2 separate regions of the Sus scrofa genome follow, and region 1 is linked to region 2. A link is a contact called in public HiChIP or PLAC-seq data. All regions are on one chromosome and are shown on one strand. Each heading gives the region's core, a stretch centred on a gene start, on an enhancer-like site or on the middle of the called end of the contact. The rest is flanking DNA. Distances are from core to core; before and after follow the strand shown. Region 1 overlaps IMMT (MICOS complex subunit MIC60). Region 2 overlaps KDM3A (lysine-specific demethylase 3A).

Region 1 (4,698 bases), core at 840-3,339, 320 kb after region 2:
AGGGTAGCTACAGGGGCCTCTCTGCCCTGTTGAAAGTGTAAAACGTCCTTATAGTGAAGATGTCAATGAAATGGGTTTCTTTGGGATGTGATGGAATTGTTTTTGGCAGATGAGTGTAAGAGTAAGCTAAGTACCCATAAAATGTCCAGATCCAGTCGTCTTCCATTCCTATCCATGAAGTTTCTGATGGCCTTAGTTATTATGTCTTAGCCTCGTTTATCCTTTCTTTCTCAAATATTTCTAAAGATAAATACATCTGGTATCTGTTGTCTTAAATGTCACAAGAAGAGGGAAGGGAGACTCAGCTGTGCTTGTGCACACATCCTCCCAGCTTTGTCCATGGTTTTAGTTAAAATAAGTCCTCATCAGATTATGTCAAGCCCTGTCGCCTCATGTGAAGAGGTCTGCTAGGAAAAACGCATCACAAGTAGTGGTGGGATGGGCTTGGAAGAAAGAGGCCGTCTCCGGCTCCACCTTTCTCTTTATTTAGCTTGTTGAAGGCATATCAGTTCTCTGGATATATGAGACGGTTGTGTGGTCAGGTGGAGAAAAAGTCTTTGCTTTTTTTCCCCCCAACAGGTCATGCAGTAGCTGAAGAGGAGGCCAGAAAAGCCCACCAACTCTGGCTCTCGGTGGAGGCATTAAAGTACAGCATGAAGACGGCGTCCCCAGATCTGCCCACTGTTCCCCTGGGGAGCGCGGTCGAGGCCGTCAGAGCCAGCTGCTCCGATTCTGAATTTACCCAGGCTCTAACCGCAGCTCTCCCTCCAGAGTCCCTGACCCGAGGCGTGTATAGTGAAGAGACCCTTAGAGTCCGTTTCTATGCCGTCCAGAAACTGGCCCGAAGAGTAGCCATGATTGATGAGACCAGAAATAGCTTATACCAGTACTTCCTCTCCTACTTACAGTCCCTGCTCCTGTTCCCACCTCAGCAGCTGAAGCCACCGGCAGAGCTCTGCCCTGAGGATACCAGCACATTTAAATTACTGGCCTATGCCTCCTATTGCATTGAGCATGGTGACCTGGAGCTGGCAGCTAAGTTTGTCAATCAGCTGAAAGGGGAGTCCAGACGCGTGGCCCAGGACTGGCTGAAGGAGGCCCGAATGACCCTAGAAACTAAGCAGATAGTGGAAATCCTGACGGCATACGCCAGCGCCGTAGGCATAGGAACCACCCAAGTGCAGCAAGAGTGAGGGCTAGGAGGTCTCACAGTCACACTTCAGGTCAGAGGAAATGAGTAATATGTGACGGGTTTGCAACAGGGCCTACAAGTGAGGTTACAAGTACTGTTCTCTGTGTTCACGCCTGTCGCATTTGTATTATTTCCTCTTGCTATCATGTCAGTCAACTCCAGGAGTACTTTATTTGCAACTTGTGTAACATTTTCTGTTTTTCAGGTTTTACTGATCAGGCTTGCGAGCCAATCAAAATGATGTTTGTGATCACTATTACTATTGATTTTGCCCTTGGAGCAAACTGAATAAAAACAGAAAGGTGAAAACTTTTTGTAGCTTTTCCCTTTTCAAAAAATGCAACTTCTGGGAGTTCCTGTGGTGGCAGAGGAAACGAATCTGATTAGCATCCATGGGGACACAGGTTCGATCCCTGGCCTCACTCAGTGGGTTAAAGATCCAGCACTGCTATGAGCTGTGGTGTAGGTTGCAGACACAGCTAGGATCCCAAATTGCTGTGGCTGTGTTGTAGGCTAGCAGCTGCAGCTCCAGTACCACCCCTAAAAATCTGTATTGTAGGAAATTGGAGATTGGGAGAAGCAGCAACAGCAGAAGTAGGAACTTATGGGCAGTTGGTTTCCAGGCTGGGGACTAGGCCCCAGAAATACTCTAGGCCTGTTCTTGGCTGGTTGTGGTGAACTGATTCCTCCCAGTCAAACTCAATAGTTATGTACAAACCAAAATGCCAATGCATTTACAGCTGTACATGCACCATTCTAGTGATTTCAAAGGCACCAGGAGTACTATGTATCCCAAACTTTTTTGACTGCTACCACAGGAAGAAGTTGTATTTTATGTTGGGACCCATTCAGCCAGACACACTTCTGTGCATGTACACAGGAAACAGTTTCTGGAGCCACCGCTTCCCCTTTCTACTTATGATAACACTGTGTCAGCCCTTCTCTACCCATAAATTAATCCCACAGCTCTAAAGAGTTCACAGCTCCCAGTTCTGAAACATCAGTGCTCCTTTCTGGTGCGTGGACTGTGAATCTCTTCACCAAGTGGGGGTGGTGAGCCTGGAACCTTAAAGGGATTGAATAATTCTGTGACCTACTTGAACCAGAGAACTTGCTTTCCAAGGCCTGGAGAGGGACTGTGAGGCATGAGCCAGCAAAGTGCTGCTGTTGTGGGAACAGGTTCTGCTGGTACAGATGGTCCTTGCCTGTGCAGTGTGGCTAGACAACCATCTTTGACAGGTTGGGCTCCTTCCCTCCCCCTATATGTGCCTTACATCTAACCACCAAGTTAAACATGCCCAATTCTCTGATAACTGCCGCTCTTCCACTGAGATCCAATCAAAACGGTCCTATAAAGCTTACCCTGCCCATCCACACTCCTAGGGACTGCTAGCTCAGAGCAGGTCCTGTTAGGAGAAGTCAAACAGCTGACATGATCGAGCGCGCTAAGATATGTGTGTCAATGTGCACTGCAGAGAGATGTCACAAAACTTAGCCACATGTAATGCACTTCATTTTCTAAGCCGCTCCATTAAAACAGTCTGGTTAGCATTCACAAAAATTGATCTCCAACCCTGCAGTTTTAAAAGACAACGCATTTTATTGTTAGCATACTCAAATGTTTTGTTGAACCAAAACCCACAACTTGTAGGTTATTTACTTTGACGTAGAAAAACCGAACACCTTTTACTATTAGAGGCTAAAGAAAGAATGCAAAACAACCCCATGGGCCTTTAAAAATTTTTTTTCTGAACTGAAAACAGTTACTTGCCTGGAGTAGGGTGTGGAATACCTGTAGCAGGGCTAAGACCACCATGCCTGCCGCATTATCACCCACTTCACACCACATCATCCCAGGTGGACAGTCCCCCAACTAACTCCACGGCTTCGAAACACTGCGGTGAGGATTCAGCACTCGGACAGGGGAGACAGCTCTACGTCTGTAAGGAAGGACCACACCAAGTACCTACTCAGCCAAGAATCAGGAACCAGGGGCAAAGGAGGGGCTGAGCGAACAGAAGCTCCCAAGCAGCCAGGTTCTTTACCTGTCACTTTGCTCATTTGCTTGGCCATGAGCTAAGGGGCTACTTGGGACCATGCACATGAGTACTTGGGTAGCTAACTACTGGCATTTCCCCTGCCTGCTCTGTCCCTCCATTAGATGCCTTAAACTGATGATCTAGGAGAAAACATAAGTCAATACTTAGGTTTCTGAGAACGAGTGACTGTGTCCTGGCCAGAGAATGGCAGATGGAGACGGGGACAGGCACTATGATAGACATCGGTCCAGGAGCTCAGAAGCATCGACCATGGCAGGGTAAAGACGAAGGTGCTCGTCTGAGAACACAGGAGATGCCCGGGCCAATCTGGAAATCAGATATGACCTGGCAGTCTAGGCAGTGCTGGAGACCCTTGTGAAGCTCCTGCAACCCTCCCAAACCGTTTGCTTCTAATACCATTTCCCAGTCACAATGGTAAGAGATGCTAGAGGCCAAGGTTCTGAAACTACTGCATTGCCAGTAATCCAGTCATGTCAAGAAGACACTTGTCTTTCTGTCATCACACACACATCATTATAGCACAACCGAAGAAGGTGCCAACACTCAGAGATGAAACAGTCTTGCGCAAGCCCCAAGCCTAGCAGGAGAATATGGGCTCCACAAAAATAATGGAAACGCATATACATGTACCTTAATTACAACATTTACTCACAGCTTTCATTTTCCCAGCTGTGCAGCCCAAACTCCTGCCACTGTTGTTTAATCAGTTTTCTCTGATGCAAATTTTCCACATAAACATCCCCGAGGCTGGGATACTACTGACCAACTGTGATATAACTGTATGGAGACTCCTTCAGACGCTTTCTCTGCGGTGGAGGAAGCGCCAGTGTCACAGCGTCAGCCAAGAGAGGCTGAAGTCCATGATGGGGGAGGGCAAAGTGCACTGACAGCAGTGGACAGACACTGCACGGGAAACGAGGGGCCATGTACCACATAATGTGTTCAAAGAAAACGGCAGTGGCGCTTCTGTGCGTGCATGGCCGTTTTAGTCTAGGAATTTAACCTAAATCAGTCAACGCTGCAGTTCTCAAGGGCAACTGCAGCAGTGTGCTAGGCCACAGCTGCTCCTGATTCACCCACTTTCATTTGCCTTCACTGATGTCGCTGTCACTGTCGCTGTCACTGTCACTGCTGCTGTCACTGGTCAATGCAGTTAGCTCTCCCAGGGCTTCCCTGTAAGAAAAAATCAACTGGAGAGTTATATGGCAACTCAGGCCCTAAAAGGTTCTAGCAAGTAAACAAATCTACACACACTCCCTGATTTGTATGACAAAGGAAACAAATCATTACACCAATACTACATCTTGAGTTTCTGCAAAGAAAGGAAATTCAGGCACAGAAAGCTACAATCATTTGAGTGGGCAGGAGACCAACAGTTGGCTCCAGTTCTATAACTTTCCTCCAGGCTGATGGTGTGGAACCCACGTACCTCTGCTCCTGGGTGAG
Region 2 (4,748 bases), core at 811-3,310:
ACTCCCACTTCTCCTAGCGAGGGTTAGCACACCAGAATCATGCAGCCCAGAACGCTCTCATCAAAAACCTGAGGAGGACTGGTCAGAAGCCATCAAAACCTCACTGGAAAATGCAGCTCAGGAATACATGCTGCAAAATAAGACTCAGAGCCATACTCTGCACTCTAGTTATATTTACCCTAAACATTCAAGTACAGTAAAAGAAATATAGTATATAGCATCTATAACCTGGAGGAGGGGCCGGAGGTGGGGTGGGGTTATCAGAAGTGTTCTAAAAGCACCAGAAGGGGATCCGAGCGGGCTGGGCAGCAGGAGCCTCTCTTACCTGCCCCTGTTTCCAGCACTCCCTAAACACATTCCAGTTGCTCTTGTTGTTGGGATCTTGCAGGCACAGCAGGCGATTATCACACAGCCAGTAGTGAGGGGTGTCAAAGCCCAGGATGCTGGGCTTAATAGTCAGTCCTTGAGGCCTCTTTGACAAATCAGAGCAAGTCTTATTTTGCACCAAAGAGGCAAAGATGTCATCAAGGATTTTTGGTGTATTCTTGAGTCCATTTTCTGTCTGAATTTGAAAAAGAGCACAAGTCTTAAGTATGTTGTTCCCTACCATCAAAGAACGCATTCCTCCAACGGCAGAATGAGCAAACACTACACATTCAGGAAGAAGTCCAAGCCGGGACCCTCAGGGAGCTAAGTCCTCTTCCTCTACCCAACATCACAGCTCTCAGAAGTGGGTTCAGGAAAAGGTGTTAATGGGAGAAAATGACCCAGCCCAGAATTATAATCCTGCGAAGCCCACCTGCCGATGAAACAGCCTTCGGTATCCACGAAGGAACACATGGGACTCACAGTTGCCTTTCTACTTTCCGTTTCAATTTCCCTAGTCTCTTCCTATTCTGACTATTCATCTTTTTAAGGTGGAGCATAAACAATAAAAGAAACACGTACCTTTCCTGTAGAGGAATTCAAGAGATTTCGCAGGAAACCAGAATTGTTGTTGCTTACAGGTGTCAAAATTGTGCTGTTAAAGGTGTGGAGGACTGTGCTAGATTTGCTCAAGGGGGGGAGGGGTGGAAGGCATTTGATTTCATTCTTTAAAATTGGCATCGTTGGCTGTTTTTCTAAAAACAAAACCAAAAACATCCAGATGGAAAAGCATTCTGAGGCAAATCCCTTCCTCACTAGTTGTCTATTAATAGAATTACTTGGAACTTGGTTTTCATTTACTAGAACCAAAAAACGTAAGAGGATAAAAACTAATGACATTATTGATATGGACAAGGATTTCTAAGTGCTATTAAAATACACACACACACACACACACACACACACACACACACACACCTCCAATATCTAAGGTGATACCATGGTAAACAGTATTTTTTGTTTGTTCCTACTATATAAAATACAATTGTTTTTTGTAAATTAACATTGTAACTATTAACCCTGACAGATATGCTTATAAATATATTCTCTTAGATTTTTCACATGTATAATTAAATTGTTTACAAAAATCAACAGTTTTATTTTTTTTTCCCCATCCTAGCTTTGTTTGCCTTACTGCAACAGCCAGACTACAGCACATTTAATAAAATAGTGAGAGCAGGTATCTTAAGGAAACTGTTAAAAATATTCAACCAATTAAAAAATTCAATCATTATTATGATGTTTGCTATTAGTTTTACTGTAGAAATTCCTAAGATTAAGGATATTCCCTTCCATTCCTTATTTAAGGTTTCTTAAAAAATTATAAATAGGTATTGAATTTTATTCTTTTTGTGACTCCTCACATGACCCTTACCCCACTTTTTTAATTTTAAAACTACACCTTGGAGTCCCCTTTGGCGCAGCAGGTCAAGAATTTGGCATCGCCACTGCAGCAGTTTGGGTTGCTCCTGTGACATGGGTTCAATCCCTGGCCCAAGAATTTCCAGTCTATCAATCAGCAAAAGTTCTCCTTTCTGGTGATGCACTTTGAAAACACTTGCATCTGTGTCAGGTCACGGGATAACTACAGGGAACCACGTTCCATTCCCCATGACCTCTAGCCACTCTGTTTTCACAACAACCGGGGCTGCCAGGTCCCTCTGGGGACAGATGCAAGTTCTCCAGAACCAGTAGGAAAGCAAGAAACACTCACCCTTGTTTTCTTTGTTGACATTCCCGCTGGTCAGGTCTGCCAGCCAGTTCAAAGGAGAGGTGCTGGCTGGACAGGCAGGCTTCACGCTGTTGGCGGGCTTGGAGGCAGCTTCCCCACCCACAGCCGCTGGTTCCAACGCTGAGGGATTCTGTGGGGGCACGGCACCAAGAGTCGATTTTTCTCCAGCTAAGGAAGTCTGTGGTGAAAATAAAAGGAGACTTTTACATGAGCTGAAAAACTGTATTTCCCCTTTCTTCTCTCCTCCCCTAACTGCTCACCACCAAGAGATAAATATCCAAAACATTACAACTGCAGTAATTCCGCAATAATAGAGCAGAACTGTAATGTAAGAGGGATTTTAATTTTTGCCTTCTAAGAATTATAGTTCCCCTATGAACTCACCCCAGTGTCCTGAACAGGCACTCACAACCTGGTGGCTGAGTGAGGGACTGAATAAATGAGGCGGCGGGGGTGGGGGGGGTGGGGGGGCAACACAGCTGTGAATTAGAAGGAAATGGGATGCAGAAAAAAGAAAATGCTCTTCTGATTTAGGACAAGGTAGGAGTCTTTAAAGTGTGAGGAACAGCCTTTAAAAGACTGCAAACATAAACTGGGGGGAAAAAAACCAACACTGGACAGAACGTATCACTTATATTTCTGTTACTTAAAAAACTGGTCTGACAACTCAGCTATTGAGTTTACACACACATATTAAGAAGGAAAAAAAAATAGTCACACTCCTACTGTGGTCCTGGCCCTTGCTTTACATGTGATACAAACATGTGATGCCCAATGACCAGTATTGTTTATTATTTCTCTACTGAGAGGAAGCTGACATTCATCTGAGCTGAACTTATGCAACTAGAAAACGGCAAGAAAAGAATTCTGATTCCAAAGATCACAATTCTTCTACCTGTGCTGCCCCTGATACACAGCTTTATGAAAATGTAAAATAATTGTTAAAAGCGACGTGGGATGAAGATTACTGGGGTGAAGAAGAGAAAGGAGACAGTGGGGAGGAAAATGTGATGGTGCCACCGGTGAAGGAAAAGGCCTCAAGCACTAAGCAAATGTACATTTTTTCACTTTGAGTGATAGCTACAAAAAGGTTCATTTCAATAGTATTTCCTTCAATTCTTCATATATATAGATAAAATATATTCAGTAATTTATTTTAAAGCTTATCTGAATAATTTTAACTCTATAAAACATGAGATTTTTTTTTTTTTGGTCTTTTTAGGGCCACACCCATGGCATATGGAGATTCTCAGGCTAGGGGCTGAATTGGAGCTACAGCTGCTGGCTTATACCACAGCCACAGCGATGCCAGATCTGAGCCATGTCTGTGACCTACACCACAGCTCACAGCAATGCCAGATCTGAGCCATGTCCGTGACCTACACCATAGCTCACAGCAATGCCGGACCCTTAACCCACTAAGTGAGGCCAGGGATTGAACCCACAACCTCATGGATCCTAGTCGGATTCGTTTTGCTGCACCATGATGGGAAGTCCTGAGAAGTTTAAAAAAAAAAAAAATACCCATACAAAATTCACAGCAGCTTATAGGTAGACCATATATAATAGAAGAGGATTTTCCTTTTTCAAGGAACAAAAATTAAAACCTACTAAAAGAGGCTACAGATGAGGTCCACAAAAATAATGTGAAAATTGAGAATGGGCTTATGAAATGTCACATGAAACATGAATTTATCTCTTTCCACCCACAGCTCTCCCCATGTTCCTTTCAAATATATTATATAAATCCTTGGGTTATTTGAAAACAGAGAGACAACAATCACAAGGATGGTAAATCTAGCATAGACAGTAATACCTGTTTTATGTCTTCCTTTGAGGCTGGCTTTGAAAAGAGTTTGAATTGCCTGTTTGAACAGGGACAATTTGCCTTTATTCCCCATTTTGCTCTTACAGAATGAACAATGTCTCCAACATCATAGAGGGCTAAAAAAAGGGCACAGGCAAACATCTGAACAAGGATATTAGGTACTTTCAACCTCAACATTACAACGCAGAAGCTGCTATTTCCAAAAGGAGAACTTTTTTTCGCATAATACTCTAAGGGGCTTACATTCCCTCCTTTTCTTCCTAAGTATGCCTTCCCCCAAAAGTGCCATTTCCTTTCCTACAAAATTATTTACAAGGCCTTTATCAAAAAGTTTGGGGACAGTATTTAATAATTATTTCTGGATAATTTATGGTACATACTAAAATAAAGTTAGAAAGTAATTATACTCCATAAAGTAACCAAACTAGCAGCCCCTATGAGCTAACCAAAACAGGGGAAAAAGAAAATCGTTACGCCCCATGAGGTACCTTTTCCAGGAATGATCTGTGTAGGCATGAGGTTCTCTGGTTCATGTATCTGACTCTTCACACATCTCAACCAAGAGAAAGTCTTGTAGGCAGCACCTGCAAATAACTGATTTGTAGTAACTGCTCTTCACGGACTCTGGCCCCAAAAGCTTCAGAAATCCATCAGCCACAAATCAATGAAAGGCTTTTTTTTTCTGGCTGCAGCTACAGCAAATGGACGTTCCAGGGCCAGGGATCAAACCAGAGCCGAAGCAGTGACAATGCTGCGTAGTTA

What was found. HiChIP or PLAC-seq counts read pairs in DNA pulled down with a chosen protein or histone mark.
Region 1: an H3K27ac HiChIP or PLAC-seq map of alveolar macrophages shows a contact between it and region 2. The contact joins two enhancer-like sites. A contact is called at or near these places in 2 of 47 Hi-C or Micro-C datasets (embryonic fibroblasts and epiblast stem cells) and 1 of 2 datasets of contacts at active chromatin or transcription factors (alveolar macrophages).

What each region holds. Positions count from the first base shown.
Region 1 is chr3:58,630,837-58,635,534 of Sscrofa11.1, forward strand. It overlaps IMMT (MICOS complex subunit MIC60), which reads left to right. Exons shown (of 13, transcript XM_021087287.1): 13 at 580-1,501. The coding sequence ends at 1,193. It overlaps PTCD3 (pentatricopeptide repeat domain 3), which reads right to left. Exons shown (of 24, transcript NM_001243030.1): 23 at 4,682-4,698; 24 at 2,768-4,425. The coding sequence ends at 4,335. Among named protein-coding and RNA genes, the nearest start is that of PTCD3, 37 kb to the right of the region's middle. Within about 2 kb of position 2,090, at least 7 of the 83 cell types and tissues checked have an H3K27ac peak or open chromatin away from gene starts, as enhancers often do. A contact at or near this core is called in alveolar macrophages, where this site is marked.
Region 2 is chr3:58,313,426-58,318,173 of Sscrofa11.1, forward strand. It overlaps KDM3A (lysine-specific demethylase 3A), which reads right to left. Exons shown (of 26, transcript XM_003124935.6): 14 at 4,475-4,570; 15 at 3,975-4,102; 16 at 2,141-2,336; 17 at 949-1,121; 18 at 326-562. Among named protein-coding and RNA genes, the nearest start is that of KDM3A, 39 kb to the right of the region's middle. Within about 2 kb of position 2,061, at least 10 of the 83 cell types and tissues checked have an H3K27ac peak or open chromatin away from gene starts, as enhancers often do. A contact at or near this core is called in alveolar macrophages, where this site is marked.